3 separate regions of the Zea mays genome follow, and regions 2 and 3 are each linked to region 1. The links are chromatin contacts, called in public Hi-C maps. All regions are on one chromosome and are shown on one strand. Each heading gives the region's core, a stretch centred on a gene start, on an enhancer-like site or on the middle of the called end of the contact. The rest is flanking DNA. Distances are from core to core; before and after follow the strand shown.

Region 1 (4,721 bases), core at 1,088-3,587:
GTGAGCCCACGCCGCGACGGTGGGTCACCGCGGCGGTGTGGGCGGGCGCGGGCTCCATGTCGAGGGAGGCGTGCACGGGCACGACGGCACGCGCCCAGGACCCAGACCACCACCAGTTTCAGACTTTCAGTTGGGTTCGATCGGCTGACGGCACCCCCGTCCATCGGCGCCACGTGAGCGATCGGGCCGGTGTGGCCGCGCGAGCGCGATGCCTCTGGCTGGCTGGCTGGTTTGCGAGTTGGTCTGGTGCGGACACTGGCTGGCTGCCAGTTGCTCATTTGCACGTCAGACGTGTGCGTGACGTACTGATGCAGTACGATATTTGGGGCGCGTGACGTATTTTCCGGGACTTTTTTTTTGTTTGTGTGTCACATTGGTTGGACTTGGTCGCCGCCCCCGCGGTGTCTGTGACGCCGACGTGTTGCTCCCGCACCGCACCGCTGGAATGCAAGATACGGCAGCGGGATTCTGGGCTGCTATTACTTTCTTTTTCTAGCGCCACAGTCCACAGCAACAAGCACAGTACGAGACAGAGATGTCCGCCGTGAACTCGACGGAGCAGAGCGCACCACGCCGGTGTCCGCACGCCGACGCGGAGAGCGCGCGGCGGGCACGGTGCATGCATCAGCACAGGAGTCCAGGACAGACAGACAGCGAGGGGGCTGGGCGTGGCCGTGGCCGTGGCCGGGGGCCCGTGCGCGTGGTGACGTGTCCGCGCCCGTCCAAGTGTCGCACGCGCGCGCCGCATGGGCCGGGCCCGGACAACGCGACACCAACCACTCGGTTCTTCCACTCCCGGCCCGCTGCCGGTGGACCGCAGCAAGAGCAACAGAGGTGGTAGCTACGTGCCCAGCTGACATGCATGCACCTAACAATTACCACCTCTGGGCGGGATTATCTTTACTTTATCTCGAGAGGCAAAAACCACTGTGAAAATCCCGCTTGTCAGTACTTGCAAATCATGCCACGCCACAGCACGGTCTCAAAAAACCACAGCCGACCATGTAAATATAGAAATATTAACAACAATAGAATGATAGATATATTAACAATGTAATGTAACCACGCGGTAAACCAGCAAAAACCGCGTAGAGATTTTTCTCCGCGCGGGCGATGGCGACCGGCCGGCGTCTCCTCCTTGCTGACTGGAAACGGAGAACAGGTGGCGTCATCGCGGCGGACGGGACGAGCGGTGGAGGCGCACGTGTCGCGCATCCGGGACCCGGGGTTCGACGTGGCGGCGTGGCGTCGGTGTCAGTCCCTTTCGTGCTCGCCAGTGGTGTCACCGGTGCAAGTAAAGTAGCGCGCACCACCGGCGGCGAGCGTGTGCACGCACGCATCCGAAGGAGAAGCTTCCAAACAGACAGACTCTGCTAGCTACTCAAACGTGGATGGCCATGGCCGGCACCGGGCTGGGTGGTGGAGCTCGGCGAGAAGGAAAACAAAAACAAAATATCAGCAATTTTACATCAGCTTTAATAATGTTTTATTGAAATGGTTCCATTTGCTTTGTTGCAGCGGGCCTTGGTGTCTGGTCTCCTTTAGCCATGCCCTGACGATCTTATCCAGTAGCAGCTGCAGTGAATGCATGTTCTGGACCATTGCTTTCCTCCTCTTCTTCATTTTTTTTCAGCGTTATCGACTTGGCGGCATGCATGTGTGGACCATTTTGATTTTCGATCTGAACTGGTTATAAAGGGAAACAAATTATTTGCTATATTTTAAATGCTTAAAATATAATGTATTTTTAGATATTGTAACTCTAAAATTCATCTTAAAATACAAAATTCTAAGAAAATAAGTGGATTCATAGAAAACAAGTTATGGCTGTCTCTAGCCGCCTTTCACTCTATTTAAACTTCGCTTGTAGAATAGTATGGACTACGAGTTTAAAAATAGTATTTTATATGATCATATGTACAAGCGCAACCTTAGTCCATCTCCGATAACTTACTCATTTATATCTATTATTTACAACTCTATTTTATATAAATAGTGCAATCTATAGCGTAAAATAATATTTTAGACGATCGTATATATATTATTAGTTGTCTATAGCCCTATTATAAATAAAAAAATAAGCGTTGCATCCAGGGGTGGATTTAGAAAGGGCGAAGGAAGAGCCTAAATCCTCGCTTATTTCTATATTACAAGTAGTAGATTTTAAAAAATTATCATAAATATCTCTCAACCTAACTTAAATGTTTTCACTCTAATATTTTAGTGATTATCTCTGTACTTCCACTGTTATTTGTGTTGGATCTGCCTCTGGGCCGCCACCACGCACGCACCGGCACCGCCTATAAATACTTGTGGCAGCCCTCGCCGAGCTGCTCCTTCCACTGCAGGTTCCTAACCCCCACCCACCTCGCCCAAATTGCAACCTTCCCCGAGTGCTCCAGGTCCCGTGGCCGGCCCCCAGATCCTCTCCAATCCCAATCCAAGTATCGAACGGATCCCATCGGTGGCGCTCGAGCGAGCGAGTGCGGCCGGAACCGAGCGAAGATGGGCATCTCGAGCATGCCGGCGCCCGAGGACAGCCTGCTGGGGTTCGTGCTGTACAACACGGCGGCGTCGGTGGCGATCCTGGCGGGGCTGGTGCGCGCCGCGCTGCTGTTCCTGGGCCTGGCGGCGGCGGCGGAGGACGAGGAGCCGCGGCAGCAGGCGGAGGCCGTGACGGTCACGGCCGTGGGGCCCAGCCTCGCGGACCGGTTCCGGAGCAGGTTCCGGCCGTCGCGCTACGGGCGGCGCCGGGGCGGGGACTGCCGCGTGTGCCTGGTGCGGTTCGAGACGGAGTCGGTGGTGCAGCGGCTCCCCTGCGGCCACCTCTTCCACCGCGCATGCCTCGAGACCTGGATCGACTACGACCACGCCACCTGCCCGCTGTGCCGCCACCGCCTCCTGCCCCCCGCCGCTGCCGCCGACGAGGTGCCCCGGATTGCCTGATTAGCGCCCTAGGAATTGAGAGTAGGCGTAGCACTCTGCACCTCGCAGCAGCAGTGTCTCTGTACAGGTTTTTTTTTTCTTTTCCTTTTTGTTCGGGGGAGAGAGAGGACAGAACGGAGATTGAAGGAAGAAAATGGTGGCAACAAAGCTGTTCCCCTTTCGTTTCTCCGAAGCTCTCTGTTGTCTTTATTCATTCCAAAAGTATAATCTACTCGTATGAACCAAGTACTAAAATCCTGCTTGCTTACGCACCAATCTAACAAGAGAAATCTGGAGTTGGTTGCCCTTGCCTCTTCTCTTGATCTGAGCAAGGCCCCCCAAAAAAGGATACTAGTGGTATTTATTGTATTTATATGTAATCAAGTAGGTTGGGCAAAGAGAAGGTAACGAAACGGAGGAATGTTCTAGCGGCGAGGCGAGGCGAGGCGACGGCTGATATTTTGGGCGAGGAGGCGACGGCTGCCGGAGGGAGACGCGGCATCTCACGCTGTTCTCTTCTTTATTATAGATAGATAGAGACGCGACCTTACCAATAATATATTTCAAATCAAATAATAGTATTGATGTTCACGAATAATTAATTTATTCCTAATAAAATAAGGGTAGCTGTAGTGTAGTATTATAACAGATGCTTTAGCAAATACTCCTAGCTAATAGTCTCTCCTAACACATTACACATAATATGAAAACAGAAGACGTGAGAGGAGGAAAAAGCTAACGGCGGCTGTGATTTTTGGTGGAGGAGCTATATTTGTAATTTGTCTAAATCACACACGTGTGTGTGTGTTTTGGAGGACTAGAACACTCGGTCCTTTCCGCTCACCGTTCCGCCGTGGTGTGGCCGGCAAGACCCTCCTATCTCCGCCCGCTCCGATGGTGTTGTTGAACACAAAAAGGATAGTCCGCCGATGGTGTTGTTGAACTCGCACCGGTGGTGCGGACGATCCGCACGCGTACGCGGCATTAGTTAGGTTTCAAGTTTTTGCGAGATTTATAGCTAAACCACAGATTTAATTTGAGATACGAATTATAATGGATTCAGATCTTCCCTCTATATATATACGGAGGACTATGACCAATTGAACATGAATAATCAATTACATCTTGTTTTTAACTTATGCATTAGGAGTAATTGTAGTTTAGCCATAATTTAGCCTTTCTCTACCCATAATTCCCCACCTCCCTTCGGCTCTACATCGATTAGAGGCGTCTAGAATGGTCTGTCGACCCTAAACAAGGCCTAGGACCTCTCTTTCCCGACGGGATCCTTTCCAGGAGTTAGATCTAGGCGCCGCCGGCAAAATTCACCGCCCCTGTGCACGAGCGGACTGTTCGACCAGCCAGCCCGTCAGACAGGAACCATCCCCTGCGGCGGATCATTTGGCCCTGGCCACAGACCATCCGTGCCTCTGCAGAGAGCACCGCCATCGGTTCTCATCGCGGTGATTGGCGCCCGGATCGGCGCCAACAGGTGTCATCGTTGATTTCATCTCGCTGTTGTCTCTCTCATCTTCACCGCCTAGCCTGTCTGTTTCGCCAAAAGAAAAATGTTAGCCTTCGGTATTATAAAAAATGGTCGTTCATGCTATTTTGGACAGAAATGGGGTTGTGTGGCTATTGATTATCGACCAGAGGCTAATACACATGATGTCACATATATTTCCTTACCATAGATCACATTCTTGGATTTTTTTATTGAGACAATTTTTGGTTAAAAATCCGTATGTGTTATCCTTCAGTATTATTGAAAAATGGTTGTTCATGCTATTTTCAAC
Region 2 (4,721 bases), core at 1,517-4,016, 200 kb before region 1:
TCGGGACAGACGACCGCTGATTCGGCCGGAAGGGGAGAGGTATGTAACTTTATGTTCTTCATTCTTGTTCATATTATATGTTCAAAATCATAATATAAACTAATACTTTTTATTTATCACTTGGACAGGTCTTGGACGGTTTTGGATTATGCTGGGGGTCATCGTCGCCCCCCCAACAACATCCTCGGCCTGCTGTGCAGGGAACACTTCCCTGGACTTGTCGAGTACGCCGGAGTGACGGGCCCAGCCTTCACCTTCGACCACTACGTCGTCGCCCCCGATGCAGTAGACCGGGACGACAGGGAATTCAATAACAAGGCGGAGCGGGTGAAGCAAGAGCTGTGGGTAAGTCTTAGTATAATGTAAAATATGTGGCATTCGTTGCAAATTCTTGAAATAATGTATGGATACATCGTTTTTGTATGCAGGATTTCTTCAGATGCGATGCTGGATACGAGGCTAGGGCGGATGTGGTGGCCACCACGAACTGTAAGAAGCTCGTTGTGGACATGCACTATGAGGCCCGCATCCAGGCCATCATCACCTACCACGGCTCCGTCCTTGGGGAGAAGGTGACCAAACCTCAAGCCCGAACCATGTCGTTGACCAGGGAGTAGTACCTGCAGGTAAAGTCATGCATGTTTGGTACCAGTACTCAATGCATGAATTTTATTTTATCTTCTGATATGCACTTTATGTGTTTACTTTGCAGGTGATTCCACATTGGTGCGCCGCACATCCTCTGTGCTGGGAGCAGATGGTGGATAGGTGGTGTTCGGCTGAGTGGGACGAGGCACACACAGCTAGCCGGGAACGGCGTTTGATGATGCAAGGCCCGTCCCACCACCAAGGCAGCCGGAGCCTAGGCCAATATGCCGAAGCATGGGTACGCCACCTTTTTTATTTAGATATATAACACTAAGTTAGATATTATTTCTAACTATCTCGTTGGTTTTCGTTGCAGTCGGCGTCACATGGTGGCAGGCCTTGTTCCACCTTCTCGGCCTATGCTATGGCCCATAAGGGTAAGGCGACGTCCGACGTCACCTACAACCCGGATGACGGGCCCGAGGCCTACACCAACCCCGCCGTCTACAGCCGCCTCCATGACTACGCCGCCATGGCGCAGGAGGTCCATGGCCCAGACTATGATCCGAGCACCGAGCCGATCGACCCCGATGTGCTGATGAGGGTCGGAGGAGGCAAGAGACATGGGTGGTACTGGATTGCCGACGGGGCAATCGACTCGTCCTCCACTCCCACTCTGTCTCAGGTGAGAGCAAGGAGCACGGGTTCGAGTCCAGCCATACGACCTCGGCACGACAGCTCACAGCATCGCATACAGCAACTCGAGGTTAGTGCTTATGTAACTCGTCCTTTCTTGAGTTATATACCTTCTCTTTGAGTTACTATAACGTTGGCTTGTAATATTACAGACCCAACTAGAAGAAGAGAGGAGGGAACGTCAAGAGATGGAGGCGAGGATAATGGCGGAGCGGGCGGCGGCTGATCAGAGGATGGCAGAGATGTTCCAGTACATGCAGAGCCTTGGCGCCGCACAGGGCATCGCTCCGCCACCTCCATTGTTCCCCCCCAGTTGACCCTACTCTCTTCCACACTCCTATGAGTATCAAAATTGTAGTTACATGTTTGTAATGCATCTGGTATAACACATGTAATCTCTTCTCTGTGCAGGACCAATCTGGGGCGGCATCCAACAACCCTCCGGAAGGGTTCAGCCCAACGCAGCCCCGGTCAAACCGCCCACCTCCATGAGTGTTGTGTTTTCATTGTTGTAGACTTCAAAACTTATGTATAATACTTATGTCTGTGTTTGATACTTATGTGAGAGCTTGCGACGTTTGAGACTTATGTTTGTGTTTAATACGTGTGTTGAACACTTATGTTTGTGATGGATATTTATGTTTGTGTTGGCTATTTATGTCTGTGATGATATCTGTGATGTATATATGTGATATATATGTGATATCTTCTGTTTGTGTGGATGGAATACAAAAAACAAATAAAAAGGTATATACTGGTCACTTTGCCGAGTGTTACACTCGGCAAAGAGGCTCTTTGCCGAGTGTCAGGGTCATAACACTCGGCAAAGAGCACAGACCTGGGCACCGGCTTAGGTTCTTTGTCGAGTGTTATGTCGCTGACACTCGGCAAAGAGGTCGGCTTTGCCGAGTGCCGCACAGAACACTCGGCAAAGAGCTTGACATGGGGACCCTCTCTGGCGGGCTCTTTGCCGAGTGTCCCAACTGACACTCGGCAAAGAAGACGGCTTTGCCGAGTGCTGCCAGAAAGACACTCGGCAAAGATATCTTGGTTGCCGAGTGTCACCGTTGACACTCGGCAAAGCCACCGTCTCTGTCACTCGGCGCCGTAACGGCCGCTTTTCTTTGCCGAGTGCCCCCTAGCACTCGGCAAACATCTTTGCCGAGTGCCCGACAAAAAGCACTCGGCAAAGAAGGCTTTGCCGATGTACTGTTTGCCGAGCCTTCTTTGCCGAGTGTCACACTCGGCAAAGCCTTTGCCGAGTGTTTTTAAGTATTCGCCGAGTGCTTCAGGCACTCGGCAAAGCTATTGATTCCGGTAGTGAATTGCATGATCAATATATTATTGTTACTGTAATATGCCACACGAATTTTACATATCACGCCGCATCTATATTTCATAATAATTTTTTACTATCGTAATAATGCACGCGCAAAGACCTAGTTATTATATAATCATCTTAGCCCTCTCGCTGGATCTCTATCTTCTCTCACGCCGCCGCCGCCCTTTCCAGGGTTCCACCGAGGGTGTTCCATAAGGGTGTTCCATCTACGATGGAGCACCGCGCGGCGGCGCCAGATGTGATCGTCCAGGTGAACTCCGCAGCCGTGGCGGCCGTGGACGAGAGAATCTCGACGTGTCAGATCACCGAGGAGGAAGGCGGCATCGTCGGCCACGAGCAGGTCCCCGTCGGCTGCCTCGCCCGCCGGACCTTCAGCCAGTCGTACAGAACGAGGCCCCGCAACCCTCTGGTACGTACGAACGACATGCATCATCCATCCAATCCAACAAAAAAAAATACTACTATTTCTTATTCTTTCATTGACAACGTGTGCGTGACGGCGCCGCCGCAGGAGTTCACCGGGTGGCAGCTGGCGCTGCTGGCGTACCAGTCGCTGGGCGTGGTGTACGGCGACATCGGGACGTCGCCGCTCTATACCTTCTCGTCCTTCGCGCTTCCGGACCCCGGCACCGCCGACATCCTCGGCATCCTCAGCCTCATCCTCTGGACACTCACGCTCGTCAGCCTCGTCAAGTACGTCTTCATCGTGCTCCACGCAGATGACCATGGAGAAGGTACAACGCTAGCATTAAAAAAAATGTTGTTATTATTGTTCGTGGATCTTCTAACGATCATGCATGCACATGGAAGGTTGATAGTAGATCTCAATCTAGTCAATAGCTGCACCGCGCTTAAAATGCGGCTAATTTAGTTAGATCCAACGAACTGCCATGCATATATGCGGTGGGCGAAATCTGGTTCTTGTGCGTAATAATCTAGTCTGCGCTTAAATTCTAGTTTACAAATTCAGAGGATGTATGTATACGTGTGTGCATGCAGGTGGCACCTTTGCCCTGTACTCGCTCCTGCGGCAGCACGTCAACTTCAGCGGCAAGTCGGTGCCGGTGCCGGTCACCCGGCTGGCGTCGGATGCCAACCTCAGGTTCCACAGCAGGAAGAGCAGCCAGCAACCGAGGATGCTCGAGTTCCTGGAAGGCAGCGCCATGGCGCAGGCGGTCATCACCTACCTTGTGCTGGTTGGAACATGCATGGTGATGGGTGACGGTGCCCTCACTCCATCCATCTCAGGTATTCACTTCATCGTCGTTGTCATCGGGTCATTACTGTATTTTAATAAGGTCTAATTCTCTTTTCGATTTCGATCCTGATACTGTTCTCTTGAATCTATCTAGTCCTGTCAGCAGTTCAAGGGATCCAGTCAAGATCTTCTAGCATCAAACAAGGTAGGTAGAAGCAACAATAAATAATCCATGTTCTATCATTGTAAGGGAAAACAACAACAACAACAACAACGAATAATAATCCATGTTCTCTTTATTTCAGGCCACGTTGTCCTTCTGTGCGTGGTTATCTTGGTCATCCTTTTCCTGTTTCAACAGTACGGCACGAGCAAAGTTGGCTTCACCTTTTCTCCCATCATGCTCGTCTGGTTTGCGTTGATCGCGTCCACTGGACTGTACAACATCATCAAGCATTATCCCCCGGTTCTGAAAGCCATATCGCCGCATTACATATACCTTTTCTTCGCTAGGAACAAAAGGGCAGGATGGGAGCAGTTTGGAACAGTTGTTTTGTGCATAACAGGTGCCGAAGCTATGTTTGCTGACTTAGGTCATTTCAACAAGAAATCAATCCAGGTAATAACTAATAACATGCTTATTATTTTCCTACCATATTATATATATATATATATATATATATATATATATATATATATATATATATATATATATATATATATATATATATATATATATATATATATATATATAGATAATAAACCATTCATGCTAATGACTTTTCCGTTGTCGTCCCTGCAGATGGCATACTCGTGCCTGGTCTACCCATCACTGATACTCGCATACGCTGGCCAGGCAGCATTTCTGATCAAGAACCCATCTAAGCTCAGCACAAC
Region 3 (4,721 bases), core at 632-3,131, 140 kb before region 1:
AGTAGATCTTGGCCGAAAGCTAATTAAAAGCTAGGTTAATCTGAATCACAACATTAATGCCCTCATAACCCTATTCAACGGACTCGAAGGTGAAGATGGTTGTATCACGGTACGTGAGCACCGACGTGAGATAGTTGGATAAGATAGAGCTTGTGAGCGGTAGCAGCCCTCCGACTCCTTCTGACTAATCGTTGTTGTTTGACTATCAGTCGATTTTTTGCGACAATAATATCATTATTTGTTTGTCTCCAATATCTAATGAAACTATGAAACTGTTGATATCTCATGAAACTGGTTTCGGTACAATTGTGTAGTGGGTGGTATTTAAAGTGTTGTAGGATGTGGGGGATTAAATGCATGAACCACCTCATACAATTGTGATGGTATATAACCAAACGAGATGAGAATTTCATGGATCATGAATCCTTACTTCGTTTGCCCTTCTGGAAAGATATAGACACTACACGAAACTACATATTGAGACGAGTGTTCTTTTAGACTTCAATGATCCGCAATCTCAAAAAGCATCTTTTTAAGGCAATCTCACAAGTTGTCTAAGCACAACATTGGCTGACCGACGAATACATGGCTCTTAGTGGGAGGATCGCAAGCCCATGAGACTAACACATAGTGAGAACCGAGAGAATAAAAGCGAGCTATAGAAAAAAAAATAGACTATTTTTAAAAAAATTATATAATAGTTAAAATTCTTTTTTTTTCTCCGTAAGGTGGATGAATTGGTATTATCTCATAATTTTGGATGTCCTCGATTTGACGTGATTTCAGCTCTAAGTTGTAGAGCTTTTATTAGCTTTACAAAAAAAATCCAAAATAATTAAAATAACCAAAGTTACGAACATACTTTAGGTCCTAGCCTTTGTTGAATGGACATATTACAGTAATACCTTCATCCGATTGTTGAATGGGACATGTTCTTGATTGCTTGGGCCGTGTCACTTGGTCTTGATTGCTTGGGCCGACGTATCAGGAGCAACAAGTACAGTGGTGTTATTTTTGTCTATGTTTACGTTATTTGTAATATGTTAATCACTGAGTGATGCAAGTTAATGTTATATTCATCAATTTTTTTGCGCTGGGTACAAAAGATTAATTGCCACGAAAGGAGGCGAAGATACCCATGTAAAGCCGCGCAGTGCGGCATCTGCTTTCGACGACGTCGCAGACAAAAGCAGGGGCACTACGGCACTGCACCAAAGAAAAGCCATGGATGGATGTCCCCCCCAGGAGGCCGGTCTTTGTGTCAGCACATCTGGGTTCCTTAGTCATGAATTAACCCCCCATAGCTGCTGCCCTTTATTTCGATTCGAGACGAAACGGAACTGGTCCAGGAGCGCCTTTCTTTCTTTCTTTCTTTCTTTCTTTCCATGGCTAAGCGGCAACTTGTCCCTTCCTTCTCTGCTTCTCATCTCACCTCGCCTCTGCTTCGTCAACAGGAAGATCAACGATTGTAACACATTTTATTGCTTGATTCTTCTTCACCTTTGGCCAATCTTAAAATCTGCTTGGCCAATCTTAAAAACTGCACGACGAAAGCATGGGCAGACGACCCACTGCTTCAACTGGGCATGCATGTGTTGGTAGGGAACAGCACATTCCAAGCGACAATCATGAAACACCGAGCATCAGATTAGTACTACTATTTGTTAGTGCCAAGAATAACCCAAGCTTTACCTTTGTCCACCTTAAGAAATATGCTTTTCTAAGATAACAAATCAATTGCTGGCAGCCGGCAACGCTGTCCCACCCCACACCTTTGCTGGAAGCAGCTCTATTTTTTTCAGTGGAGGAACACGAGACAGTGGCCCCACGCTCGAAGCCTCTCTCTCTTTACGTATTTTGGAAGGAGGTACACCACCACTAGGCTCAATCGATCAGACTCCTTTTAACTCCACCACTCCATTGTCCATTCCCTGGCTGCCTCTCGTTGCTGTTGTTGTTGCTGCTCTTCTCTAGCTTGCTTTCCCCCAATAGGCCTCTCTGCACTCTTGAGCTTCTTTGCCTTGTTGAACTTGGTAGCTGTGGCGTTGCCGAAATGGGCGCTCCCTACCACCTCCAATCACCAAGAACCATCATAACCAAGGTAATGAGCATGAAGCAGCTGCCACCGGCCCTGCCACAGCTGCCGCCGCCGCCGGTGGATCAGTCCGAGGTGACCGAGCAGACACCGGTGCTGCCACGGTCGCAGCCGGTGGATCCACCCACGATAACCAGGCAGCCACAGGCGCCCCGGCAGCCAGCGCGGGCGCCTTCCAAGGTAATCCTGCAACCGCGCCAGCGGACCTCGCCGGCGATGTGGTGCGCGGCCATCGCTTGCTTCGCCTTCAGCATCCTCCTCATCGTCGCAGGCGTCGTCACCCTGGTCGTCTTCCTGGCGGTGAAGCCGAGGCCGCCGTCCTTCGACGCCGCTAACGCCATCCTCAACAGCGTCTACGTGGACTCGCCGGCCCCCTACTTCAACAACGACATGACGCTCGTTGCCAACATCTCCAACCCCAACAGGGAGATCGACTTGGTGTTCCGGTCCGCCACTGTCGAGCTCTTCTTCCAGGACAGGCCCATGGCCGTGCAGGCGCTGCCTCCGTTCGCGCAGCGGCGAGGCCAGTCCCAGCTCCTGAACATGCACCTGCTCTCCAGCCGGGTCCTGCTGCCGCCCCAGGTGGCGGTAAAGATGGTGGACCAGGTGAGGAGCAACAGGGTGGTGTACACAATCAGAGGCGCCTTCAAAGTGGAGGCCAGGTTCAGGTTCGGCCACTACTCGTACTGGATGTACACGGTCTGTCAGCTGGAACTCACTGCCCCTCCTTCTGGAGTTCTTGTTGCCCGGAGATGCACAACAAAATGACTGGCTCTAGAAAAATTCCCCTCGTTTTCTTTTGTTATTATATATAAAATCTTAGCTATTTTTTATACTGATGATGGAAATGGCCCGAGAACAGCGGAACATACCTATTGTTGATTCATGTGAATTCGAAGTTGGTTCTTCAGCTTTGTCGATCTCTTGGCTGCTCAGTTGTTGCTGCGTCCTAGTGGCTAGCTGCAACACACAGTAGGTCAGTAGCTTAGATCGTAAGCAACCTGAACAGAGTTCAACAAAGTGTGTAATGTACAGCATAGAACTCTTTGCTTGAGTGTAAGCGGTACAGTGGATTTTTTTTCTCGAATTTGTATTGATTGCAGATTGAGATGATACACAGAGTTTTGGATATAGGTGATTTAGCAAATACATCACCATCTATAACCATAATTTCATAGCTTCTCAAATGAGGGCAACACTGAATCTATTACCACTAAACTGGGGTTACATATGGACAGCACATGCTTCATGAAAACACTCTTTTCTCGATTCTCATACCAGGACTAGTTTTACAACCCAACGGTGTCCGATATCAATAAAAACCTGCCACGCACATAACAGTTTTGATTTACTAGGTTGGACATAAACCTATATGCTGCCGCAGACCTCAAACACCCTTACAGTGTGATCAGCTCCACAAGACGCGAGCTCAAGTGTCGATTTCTCATCGGTTGAGCACCGCCACCGTAATCGGTGAACAGTTGACACGTGACACAAGAGAGGGTCAAATCGAAGCACGCATGCCACGCTGAGCTGGGTTCCTGAAGAAGCTCTTCCACCTGAAACGCTCCAGAGCTCGATCAATCCGTTGTCCATGCCAGCAGCGACGATACCAGCATTAGAAGCACGGTCACGGCCCATCCATGCTAATGCAGTTACGCTGTCACGGAACTGAGGCAATGTTGCAAGTAGCTTGACAGAAGATGCATCTTCAACACACCATATCTTGACACTCTTGTCCCTTGATCCAGTTGCAAATTCATAGCCGAAGGGGTTCCATGAGCATGCCCATATAATTCTTTTGTGTGCTTCGAGCTTCGCAACCAGACGATGCTCTGCTCCTCCTTCTAGAATTACACAAGTGATATCATATCAGCTCCAGCACAAATGAAACAGCATGAGTGAAAAGACAAATGTTATGAAATAATTTCAAAGGAACTACATTATCATAAGAATTATGCCTACCAGTTTTCCTGATTGAAAAGATAGACAAATGGCGATCCCGCGAAACACTTAAAAGAAACGCATTATTACGAGAGAACTCCATTTGTGTCACTGTTAGACTGTGAGATTGCAAGCGGGCAACAGCTTTCCATGTTCCAACCTCCCAGAGCCAGATCTCTGCAACTGCTGCTGATTGAGCCTGAATGGGAGTGAAATTCCATCATATTTCCCATGCATACAGTAAAATCAAACCATTAATAATTAAGCATATCCAGCATCAACTGATGTAATTATGTCAACATGTCAATTATTACCAAAAAACAAGACAACATTTTTTTGCCAACATCACAAGTGTTTCCATCAGATCACAAGATGCTTGTGATTATTTGTATTGTTGTTGCTCTATTAACAATTTCCACGATTAGCACAGGAAAACATGCAGCGCCAATACCTTGCAAGATGAAGCAACAAGCTTCCCTTCATAATCACAGCATATAGAGAAGAGCTCGTTTCCATGACCATATAGTTTGTGCGATTCAGGCCATAGAGTATTCCATGCAAGTTGGTCCTCCACAGGAGGCTCAGTGAATACAGTAGGCACTGCATCAGGAATTGTCTCCATAGAATCTGGACCATCGTTAGAATTACTGATTGAGGATTCCTTGACTCCTGATACACCACC

The links. A called contact is a pair of places that touch in the nucleus more often than the background predicts.
Region 2: a contact with region 1 is called in a Hi-C map of leaf, with 5 times the contacts expected there. The contact joins the promoter of LOC100282550 here to the promoter of LOC100285376 in region 1. A contact is called at or near these places in 2 of 25 Hi-C or Micro-C datasets (ear and leaf).
Region 3: a contact with region 1 is called in a Hi-C map of bundle sheath, with 6 times the contacts expected there. The contact joins the promoter of LOC100282287 here to the promoter of LOC100285376 in region 1. A contact is called at or near these places in 23 of 25 Hi-C or Micro-C datasets (bundle sheath, ear, endosperm and 6 more) and 2 of 3 datasets of contacts at active chromatin or transcription factors (leaf and seedling).

What each region holds. Positions count from the first base shown.
Region 1 is chr1:187,393,368-187,398,088 of Zm-B73-REFERENCE-NAM-5.0, reverse strand. LOC100285376 (RING-H2 finger protein) reads left to right here and starts at 2,337. Exons shown (of 1, transcript NM_001158269.2): 1 at 2,337-3,180. The coding sequence starts at 2,506. The coding sequence ends at 2,946.
Region 2 is chr1:187,595,716-187,600,436 of Zm-B73-REFERENCE-NAM-5.0, reverse strand. LOC100282550 (potassium transporter 17) reads left to right here and starts at 2,766. Exons shown (of 7, transcript NM_001155458.1): 1 at 2,766-3,035; 2 at 3,138-3,360; 3 at 3,626-3,874; 4 at 3,979-4,029; 5 at 4,130-4,443; 6 at 4,627-4,721. The coding sequence starts at 2,838.
Region 3 is chr1:187,536,967-187,541,687 of Zm-B73-REFERENCE-NAM-5.0, reverse strand. It overlaps LOC100282287 (harpin-induced protein), which reads left to right and starts at 1,881. Exons shown (of 1, transcript NM_001155199.2): 1 at 1,881-3,180. The coding sequence starts at 2,054. The coding sequence ends at 2,863. It overlaps LOC103641463 (Elongator complex protein 2), which reads right to left. Exons shown (of 10, transcript NM_001348926.1): 8 at 4,491-4,708; 9 at 4,061-4,238; 10 at 3,343-3,942. The coding sequence ends at 3,464.